Regions from separate parts of the Rattus norvegicus genome. Here all the other regions are linked to region 2. Evidence: chromatin contacts called from public Hi-C data. All regions are on one chromosome and are shown on one strand. Each heading gives the region's core, a stretch centred on a gene start, on an enhancer-like site or on the middle of the called end of the contact. The rest is flanking DNA. Distances are from core to core; before and after follow the strand shown.

Region 1 (3,298 bases), core at 445-2,944, 150 kb after region 2:
ATCTACATGTAACTCCATGGCACTGTTCCATATCAGTTGAGTGGATGCATAGTGCACAACCACAGGTATGGCAGACTAACTATAGCCCCAAATAGCTGTGAACTTAAACCTGGACTTCCTGGGTTAGACTCAAACCTTTTTGGAAAGGAAACTTGTGGCTTGCCACATCTAAGGTCATTTTAGGTCCATGCAATGACCTGACATCTCACCTCTCCTTGACTATGTGTGGGGGTTTTTTTTGGTTTTTTGTTTGTTTGTTTGTTTGTTTTTTGTTGTTTTTTTTTCTCTTTCACGAGACTCTGACATTTTCACAGAGTCATAGAGACCTTATCTCTACTTCGTGGTCAAACATCCCCTCTAGCCAGGTGTCTTCCCCACCACCACCACCTTCCTCCCTGATCAAACACTCTTCTTATGTTGGAGCATCAGGGGCTGATATGCGTGCACGTGTGAGTGGAGGTTAGAAGACAACCTTGAGGCTCACCGCCTTGTATTTTGAGACAGGGTCTCTCACTGGCCAAGTAGGCTCAGCTACCTAGCCCGCAAACCCCAGCGTTCCTCCTGCCTGTCTCTACCTTTCCAGGAGCGGGAGTATAAACATACACACATCAGCATGCCTGGCACTTTATATGTTCTGAGGATCAAACTCAAGTCCACCAGCACTTTGAGGTTTTGTCTTTTACTGTCTATTGTAGTGCTAAGTGAGAGCCCCCAACACCTGGAGCAAGCAGGTGCTTGTAGACCCTGTGGCCCGGCCCCCAATGAATTGTGATTGGTAAATAAAGATGCCAACAGCCAATAGCTGGGTAGAGGAGACATAGGTGGGGTTGAGGTTTCAGAAGCCCCCATGTAAGAAGAAGAACTACAGGTTATTAAAAAATATAAAGGCTGTGTGTGTCTATCATCCAGGATCATAAATGGTCTAAGGTGGGGAAGAAGTCCCAGGCCGGACTGTTAAATATTTTTATTATACAGGGCTATCCCCTCAGCTCCAGTCTTGTTTTTCTAGCATGGTACCTGATATAATGTAAGAGCATCACATAGGATAATGATGACCGTGGAAATGAATGAATGAATGAGTGAGTGAGTGAGTTGCTGAGTGTAAACTGAAGGAGAGAGATGGGAGAAGGTCAAGGCAGAGAACACAATAGCGTACATAGATTAACAGGGAGTCTTCCACTTAAATGATAGGATCTGGGAGAACACTGGCTGGTGGTCAGCTGCCTGGGGAGGTTAGGGCAAGCAAAGCGCAGCGCCTGTGACCACTTGAATGCTCTGAACTAAAAGGTGCCAGAAGAGAGATCAAAACAACGTCTACTTCATAAATTTCCACAGGCCTTTTGTCAAGTAACAGTTTCACAGGATTGGTGGAGTGGGAGGTGTGAAGAGAGGAGCTAAAAATCCCTGGAAGTGAGAACGCTCCCCCCCCCCCCCCCGAAGACGTAGATTCGACCGTGTGGTAAGGGCGCCACCTGCTGGATTTACACAGAATGAACGCAGACTCCCAAAGAGTGTCAGCCTAGCACTGACACTCCTAACAGTTCCAGGCCAGGGTGATACAACAGAAAAAGAAGCCCAAACTCCAGGACAGCTAAAACAATCCTGAATAAAAAAAGAGCCGAAGGGGATTTTACTATCCCCAATTTCAAATTGTATTACAAAGCTAAATTAGTAAAAATAACGTGGCATGGACACAAAAACAGACACACTGATCCGTGGAATCAAATTAAAGACCCAGACATAAATCCACACACCTGTGGACACTCGTTTTTCTATTTCAAAAGAGGGGCGGCGGGCTGCGCCGTGCATGCGTCTTCCTTTCCAACCTTTGCCTTGGACCTTGCATTCCGTGGCGATGTTGATGCCCAAGAAGAATCAGATTGCCATCTATGAACTCCTTTTTAAGGAAGGAGTGATGGATGCCCAAAAAGATATTCATGTGCCCAAACACCCCGAGCTGGCAGACAAGAATGTGCCCAACCTTCATGTCACGAAGGCCATGCAGTCTCTCAAGTCTCGAGGCTACGTGAAGGAGCAGTTTGCTTGGAGACATTTCTACTGGTACCTCACGAATGAGGGCATCCAGTATCTCCGAGATTACCTGTACCTACCTCCGGAGATCGTGCCTGCCACCCTGAGCCGCAGCCGTCCTGAGACTGGTAGGCCTCGGCCCAAAGGTGCAGAGGGTGAGCGGCCTGCAAGATTCACAAGAGGGGAGACAGACACCTATAGAGGAGAGCTGTGTCCCCCTGGAGCTGACAAGAAAGCTGAGGCTGGGGCTGGCTCAGCAACAGAATTCCTGTTTAGAGAAGGCTTCGGCCATAGATGTGGTCAGCCACCTCAGTGAAGTTGGAGATGATGTCGTGTAAAATAACTTTAAAGAAAAACATGAAGCGGGGGGGTGCAGAAAGACACATGGAGAAAAAAACACAGCACCTTCAACAAGCAGTGCTCATCAAACTGGATGTGCACATGTAGAAGAATGTAAATAGATCCACACTTATCACCCTGCACGAAACTCAACTCCGAATGAATCAAAAATCTCAACGTAAAACCAGCTCCACTGGACCGGAGAGAAGAGAAAGTGGGGAGTAGCTTTGAACTCATTGACACAGGGAAAACCTTTTTGAACAGAACACCAACAGCACAGAGACTCTGACCAACAATGAAGACATGGGACCTCGTGACGCTGAGACGCTTCTGCACTGCAAAGCACACCGTCATTCAGACAAAGCGTCAGCCTACAGAATGGGAAGAGTCTCTTACCAACTATGCATCTGATAGAGGACTAATATCCAAAATATATTTTTAAAAAACACCCTAGGTGTCAAGGAAACAAACCAGTTTTAACATGGGACCCAGATCTTAAAAGAGAATTCTCGAGAGGAAATTCAAAAAGCCCGAGAAACACTTAAAGAAATGTTAAACATCCCTTAACTACAAGGAAATGCAAATCAAAACATACACCTGTCGGAATGGCTGAGCTCAGTGGAAGAAGTGGTAGCTCATGCTGGAGAGGCTGTGGAGTAAGGGGAACAGTCTTCCATTGCTGGTCAGAGTGAAAACTTGTGCAGTCACTGTGGAAATCAGTGAGGTAGTTCCTCAGATGGGAATAGATCTACCTCAAGATCCAGCTCTATCTTGGGCATATACCCAAAGGATGCTTCTTCCTACCATACAGACACTTGCTCAATCATGTGCAAAGTTCATTGTTACTCTATTCATGGTAGCCAGAAATTGGAAAAGAAAAAAAAACCTAGATATCCCTCAATGAGTATGGATAAAGAAACTGTGGTAC
Region 2 (3,062 bases), core at 215-2,714:
CTATATACGTCTCTTGGAGGTCGGCCACATCCTAACTATACGCCCTGGAGAATCTCTGCCATTTCCAAAGTCGTTCAGTGGGGCTTTGCTCTTGCCAGCTTTCAAGGTTGGCCACATGCTTCGGAGCCAGTAATGAATGTGAACGATGCCCTGTTTAAGGATCACAAATGCAAGTTGAGAAGGTGAGACATCGGGCTGGAATTCATCTACAGAACAGCATGTGTGGCTTTTATCTGATAGTTGTGAGAAATTTAAAAGGTGGGCTTATATTAAACTATATAGTTTTTGATCCCCTTAACCTGTGTGTGTGTGTGTGTGTGTGTGTGTGTGTGTGTGTGTGTGAAGAGGAGACCATATTAAAAATACTGAGATCAGTAAAGAGAACTGATTTTTTGAGACGGCTTCTCAGCATTAAGGTGGGGAATTTAATCTTTATGGTTTTCTCTAGCTAATCAACACCTTCTTCATTTAAAAAGATACTTGCAGATGAGCACAGTATACGATGTGATTTTATTTTTCTTGCTTTTCTACAAACATGTGCTAATCCACTTTGCAAAAGCTCAGTCTCAACCCTGGCAGAGCACAATTTAATATTAAAGCATCTACACAGTCATACAATGACAAGCCTAGTGGAATTCGGGATATTTCCATCAAGATCCTCACCCTGCCCCCACACTCCCAGCGCCCCATATCCCCCTCACCCTGGAACATCGCTAATCTATGTACTGTCTTTGTAAGTTTGGATTGGTAATTTGGCATGCCTTCTCCCACTGAAAGTCCAGGATAGTTTACAATATTTGACCATGACTTTCTGCCTCTGAAAATAGATGTTATTCTTGAGTTTCTTACTGAATTAGAGGATCGAGTACAATTTACATAAGGTAAAAATTAGAATTATTAACTAATTTCCTTTCTTCTACCACAGAAGGAGATCCATATTGCCAACGATAAAAGGCAGACCGTGCAGGCACCAGGCGCTGAGCAATATGTGTCCTAAGGTCCCTTTGGCCCGTGGGGACCTGTATGTGTGTGTGTGGCGGGGGTACGTTTGAAAGGATCTTTCAAGTTTAACAAAGATTTATCAAAAGGGAGGGGGTGAAAGTGTTGGACACACGCGCTGTTTAAGAGCAAAACTTCTTCCCCTCAGAAAACTGATCGTAGACTACTTAACATAAATCAGCGTAAACCCCTCCTCCCGGCCTCTACAGGGGTCCCTGGGGAGCAGGTTCCTCTGGATAGGCAAACTGGAGCCTAAACGACAAGCAAGCTTTCCCTCCTGCCCTTTCCCCTTCTTCTCGCTGGCACCGTTGAGCCTCGTTACAGTGTGCTCAAATATTTGGAAGTGAATTTAGAGTCCTCCCCCCAACTTATGATTTTATAGCCAATAGGTGATGAGGCTTATTTGCATATTTCCAGTCACTTAAACAGCTGTGCAGTGGAAACGGTGTCAGACTCGATTCCTCCTCCTCCAAGAAATTCTGCCCCTTGTAGCTGTTCTGCCCTCCCCTTTAAAGGTTGACTTGCCCCGCGGCGCTCCACCGCGCTCTAGTCCTCTGACGCCTCCGGCTCAACCCTTTGCAACGCGGATCCCCGCCCGCCTGACTGCCCGCGCAGCGCAGTTCCAGCAGCAAAGCAGAAGGGCGCGCCCGGAGATGGAGAGCAAAGCCCTGCTCCTGGTGGCCCTGGGAGTTTGGCTCCAGAGTTTGACCGCCTTCCGCGGAGGGGTGGCCGCAGCAGACGGTATGTTTTTCGCGCCAGCTCCCCTCCACCTGCAGACCGGGACCAGACCACTTTTTCTCCATCTGAAGATGGGAGGGAGAAAGTTGGAAAGGACGTGCACTAAGCAGGCGCAATAGCCAAAGAGATTCCCGGGAAGGGTGGCTGGAGTGGAATCCAGGAGGAGGAAGGAGAGACTCTGCCTCCCATCACGCTGTGGCGACTCCGGGTTCCCGCTTCTTCTTCTTCTTTCTTTCTTTCTTTATTTTTTTCATTCTCCCGATTTCCCGCTCCGTCCCCAGCTCTCTCCCGCCGCCGGCCATCACAGGGAACGGCGGGGGCGGGGGTGTGACGCGTGGGATGGGGGTGGGGGCGCAGAGGTGGAGAGAAGCTGTAGTGATCGGTGGTAACCTCCTCATAGGCAGTGGGGCTGCTGAATGCAAGGCATGTGGGCCAAGGTGACCCTAACTTTGCTGGGACTACGGGTCAGACCCCTCTGTAGGCGGGAAGAGTGAACCGAGTGTGCCCCCATCGCGGGTGCGGGTGGGAGGACGCGTTGTGTGCATTCCAACTGCATAGGGCACTGTCGCTCTCGGCTATGGGCTACTGTGAGAGTGGGAATGCGCGGCGGTGCCGGGGAACGCATGGCACGGAGTCCTGGGAAACCGCGTCCTGTAAGCGTTCCTTGCGCTCGCTCGGCTTAGCTTGGTATTCAGGAAAGCCCAGCAAAGAGCCTATCTTCCAGAAAACGAGGCTCAGCCATCAGCAGACTGGAACCTGTGGCTTGGAGGTTGCCAGTTCAGCACTGTGTCCTATCCTTGCTGTCCTAGGAGAGGCTCGCCCTAGCTGAGAGCACATGGGATTTTCTAGAGCAGTTAGCAGTTAGCAGTTAGGAGGTCGCTTTCACCATTATGGTCCCAAAATCGGTCATCTCCACGGCTCTGCCTGCTCTCTGCCTAGAGAAGACGACTAGGGTCGGTAGCAAGTTACTTTATGGCCTTGAAGTCCAGACCTGCCCACAATTGAGAAGCCTTGTTACTTGAACCTTGATTGAGCTAACAGAACACAGACACAAAAAAATGACTGAACTCAGCCATAAAAGGAGGCTGGAGTTTCCTTGTGTTGCTGCTGGTGGACTCGCCACCAGGGTGGTGTCCCCTGGAGGTGCTCTAAGGTGGCACGTCCGCAGCCTAATTCCAGTTTTAGTGGAGTCTATGAGTGCAGCTGAAAGCTAGCTTTTATTTCTGCGTATAGTTGTAAATGTCTTGTTATCAAAGGCGAGAGAATCGGTCATGGCAGAACTGCACTAAAGTAAGAATCTCGGGTGTTTTGAGGACACTGGGGAT
Region 3 (3,333 bases), core at 806-3,305, 210 kb after region 2:
ACCACAATATAAGGAACTGTATTAAGGGGTCTTAGCATTAGGAAGGTTGAGAACTACCGGTCTAACACATGGTAATTAATGTGTAAAGGTTTATCAACCAATAGAACTGTATGAGTAATCTCAGCTAAGAAATATATAGATTTGTGTGCATAAGGCCTACGTAAGATCAAGGTAGCCCAAATCCCTGCACAGATGAGACTGCTGCTGTTGACTTACCCTAGCCTGAGGAACTATTGGCAACAAATGGCTGCTGAGGGTAGGAACAGAGTCTGTTTTGTTCAGAAATATGGTCCCTGAGAGGTCACCCATGTAGAGTGGTCCTACATCCACGCACATACAAGCAGCACAAAGTTGACTGAGTAGACTTAAAAAGCAAACAAACACATGAACTTGGTAGGGATAGAATGGCAGGAGACAGGGTAAGAATTGGAGGAAAGAGAGCTGGGGAGTAGATTTGATCAAAATGTGTTATACACTTGCACAAAATTCCCCGGTGATAAAAACGTGTAAAAGAACTCTACAGAACTCATTGTTTGCATTCAATTACCTCTTAATATTTCCAACAATTTTATAGAGGTTTGGAGGATTATTATATATGGAAATGAGATGCACCCAACGTAGACTTGAAGTATCATTTACTTCAAGTACATTTACTTTGTTTGCAACACCATTTGAGTGATTCTTAGTCAAAATGCTTGGAAGCAGGAATGCTTTAACTCTCCAATTTCTTTCTTAAAAATTGTGAAATATTTGCATTTACATAATGATATGTCTTGTCTATAGGCTGTAAGTCTAGAGATAAAACTCATTTATGTTCCATACATACCTCTCATATATAGCCCAAAGGGAAATTTATAACAATATAGTAATGGGGCTGGGGAGATGGCTCAGTGGTTAAGAACACTGGCTGCTCTTCCAGAGGACCTGAGTTCAATTCCCAGCACCCACATGGTGGCTCACAACCATCTGTAATGAGATTGGAAGTCCTCTTCTGGTGTGTCTGAAGAGAGTGACAGTGTACTCATAAACATAAAAATAAATAAATCTTTTTTAAAAAACAATATAGTAATTTTGTGAATGAAGCAAAGTTCTGTGTTTCCCAAAGTGATGCTAAGTTACAACCCTTACCTAAGGCCAGTCTAGGTATCCTCTTGTGTATTTGTCAACAAATCTATGGAGAACTACCACAAAGAAGTTTTTCATTATGTTGCCCTATCACAGCAAAGTTCCTTAGTCTGCCTCTTCTGTTCTTACATTGTAAACAGAACTACAATCAATTTACTGTTGTTCGTTTCTCACAGGCTGGCTTTTCTATTTGTTTTAGGTTCACTGTGTACCTCTGGCTGCCCTAGTACTCAGACCTTCCTGCCTCTGTCACCTGAGTGCTGGGATTAAGGCATGCGCCATCACACAAGGCCAACAGCTAGCTAATTTTATTGCAGCAAAAGAAAACAAACTAGAACCCTATGTGAGTTCTAACCTCTTAACTGGTTTTCCAGTTTGTTCCTAAGGTGGTCTCCACACGGATGTGCAAGAAAGCCAAGTCTGGTGAACAAATCCGCGAGAGAAAGACCTGGGTAGAAAGATAAACTGAAATAAATTACGACACAAAGTTAGCAATCATGGAACTAGGTTTTCTATCTTCTGCTCTCCAAGGTGTTTTTCACAGCTTGATAACGGACATCAGTTGTCTGTATTTTCTTGCGCACGTTTTCCTACCTCCTCTTTCCCTGCTTTCCAATGAATCTTTTTCTTTTTCTCTTGAGTTCTCTGTCTTGCGTCCATTTTGCCCTCTGGCCCCTCTCGTTTCTCTTTTCCCGCTCCCGGCCCGGGATCCGCGCTCCCAGCACTCTGGTCAGCTCCCTATCGCACGCTAGCACGCGCGCGCACCCTGCGCCGCCCCCGCAGAACTCCAGTCACGAGTCTGGGGGCGGAGCGCCGCCGAGAGGGCGGGGCTTCTGCCGCAGCTTCGCAGCGCGCACGGGCGGAGCCGGCCGCACGGGCCTCCCTGCTATATCTGCGCCTGCGCCGCGCTGCTGCGGGGCCAGTCGGGACGGAGGAGACAAGATGGCGTTGCGAGCGATGCGGGGAATCGTGAACGGGGCCGCGCCCGAGCTGCCCGTGCCCACCGGTGGGCCGATGGCCGGAGCTCGGGAGCAGGCGCTGGCGGTGAGCCGGAACTACCTCTCCCAGCCTCGTCTCAGTGAGTACGGGAACGTGAGCGTGTCCACCTAGCCCTTGGCTTGTGTTCACCTGTTCAGCCAGCGGGGAGGGAATGGGATTCATTTCCCCCATCGCGCAGTTCACAAGCACCTCTCCAGCTTTGCGTGAGCTTTTCGGTCACTTGGGTGGACTGAGGGTGAGAGCACCGACAGGAACCTTCCCATGGGCTAAGTGGGCTCCTGACGATTGCTCTACCCGCTCCGAGTTCCCTGGCTTAGAGTATTGTCAGGCACTTGTCTGTCTCTGAGGGCCACTTGTCACTCGTATCTTCATCTGTTCCTGGCCTCATTTAAATGTCTCCGGGTCGAAGGAACGCCCACTCCGTCCCCTTTGCCCCGAGGATCTCTGGGCAGGTGGACCGAGCAGAAGGTGTAGTGTCATCGCTGACGTGGGCAGGCCCGCGACTAGAGGGAGATGTGGCTAATTCTGTAGGGACCGCTTCACCGGAGGACACCTTAGATACCGGAGAACCTTAGAGCTGAAAAATACCTTAGTCGTGCAGTCCCACCTCTCATTTTACAAGCGAGACGCCTAAGGTTATGGAAAGGAGAGGCCATGCCAGGCTTCAGACATCTAATTATTGGAAAAAGGGGAACCAGAAATCGAGTTTATTAACCCTTGCTTGGCCTTGTCTTGTTTCTTCGTTTTCTGATCAGCTAACCAAACTCAGTTGAATGGAAGGTCGCTTTCCACTGTTATATGCATAGGCTTAAGTGTAGTGGTTATAAAAGATTCAATTAGCCATGGTTAAGTAGACAAGTCAGTCAGTCATTCCCAAATGACTGAAGATTTCGGTTGTATAAAATCAAACCTCTTCACAGCTTCCTTAAAGTCAGGCAGAGAGCTTTGAAAGAAGACTTTTTTTTTTTAAGTATCTGTTGTTTTCCAGATAATAAGATCATGTTTGCACTGGTTAATTGCCAGCTTGACTCTGTGGGTGGCTCATTGGTTAAAAGGCATCTCAGCTGAAGGATTTTAGCTAGGCGCCCTCCAGCCTGACTAATCCTGTCCTGAGCTGTCTGTCAGTGGGTCATGTGATAACACTGCAGTGTGGGGAAGGGAAAAAAAGCACATTGGAGAGCAGATTGCTGAGGTGTGCCTTTTAAGCAT

The links. A called contact is a pair of places that touch in the nucleus more often than the background predicts.
Region 1: a contact with region 2 is called in a Hi-C map of the A7r5 cell line, with 4 times the contacts expected there. The contact joins the promoter of Rps10l2 here to the promoter of Lpl in region 2. A contact is called at or near these places in 12 of 12 Hi-C or Micro-C datasets (the A7r5 cell line, the Rat2 cell line, Schwann cells and 7 more).
Region 3: a contact with region 2 is called in a Hi-C map of mammary epithelial cells, with 1.9 times the contacts expected there. The contact joins the promoter of Atp6v1b2 here to the promoter of Lpl in region 2. A contact is called at or near these places in 2 of 12 Hi-C or Micro-C datasets (hepatocytes and mammary epithelial cells).

What each region holds. Positions count from the first base shown.
Region 1 is chr16:25,468,838-25,472,135 of GRCr8, reverse strand. Rps10l2 (ribosomal protein S10-like 2) reads left to right here and starts at 1,694. Exons shown (of 1, transcript XM_039094976.2): 1 at 1,694-2,835. The coding sequence starts at 1,808. The coding sequence ends at 2,347.
Region 2 is chr16:25,619,003-25,622,064 of GRCr8, reverse strand. It overlaps Lpl (lipoprotein lipase), which reads left to right and starts at 1,464. Exons shown (of 10, transcript NM_012598.2): 1 at 1,464-1,740. The coding sequence starts at 1,653.
Region 3 is chr16:25,407,110-25,410,442 of GRCr8, reverse strand. It overlaps Atp6v1b2 (ATPase H+ transporting V1 subunit B2), which reads left to right and starts at 2,055. Exons shown (of 14, transcript NM_057213.2): 1 at 2,055-2,203. The coding sequence starts at 2,068. It also overlaps a transcript of Slc18a1 not described here.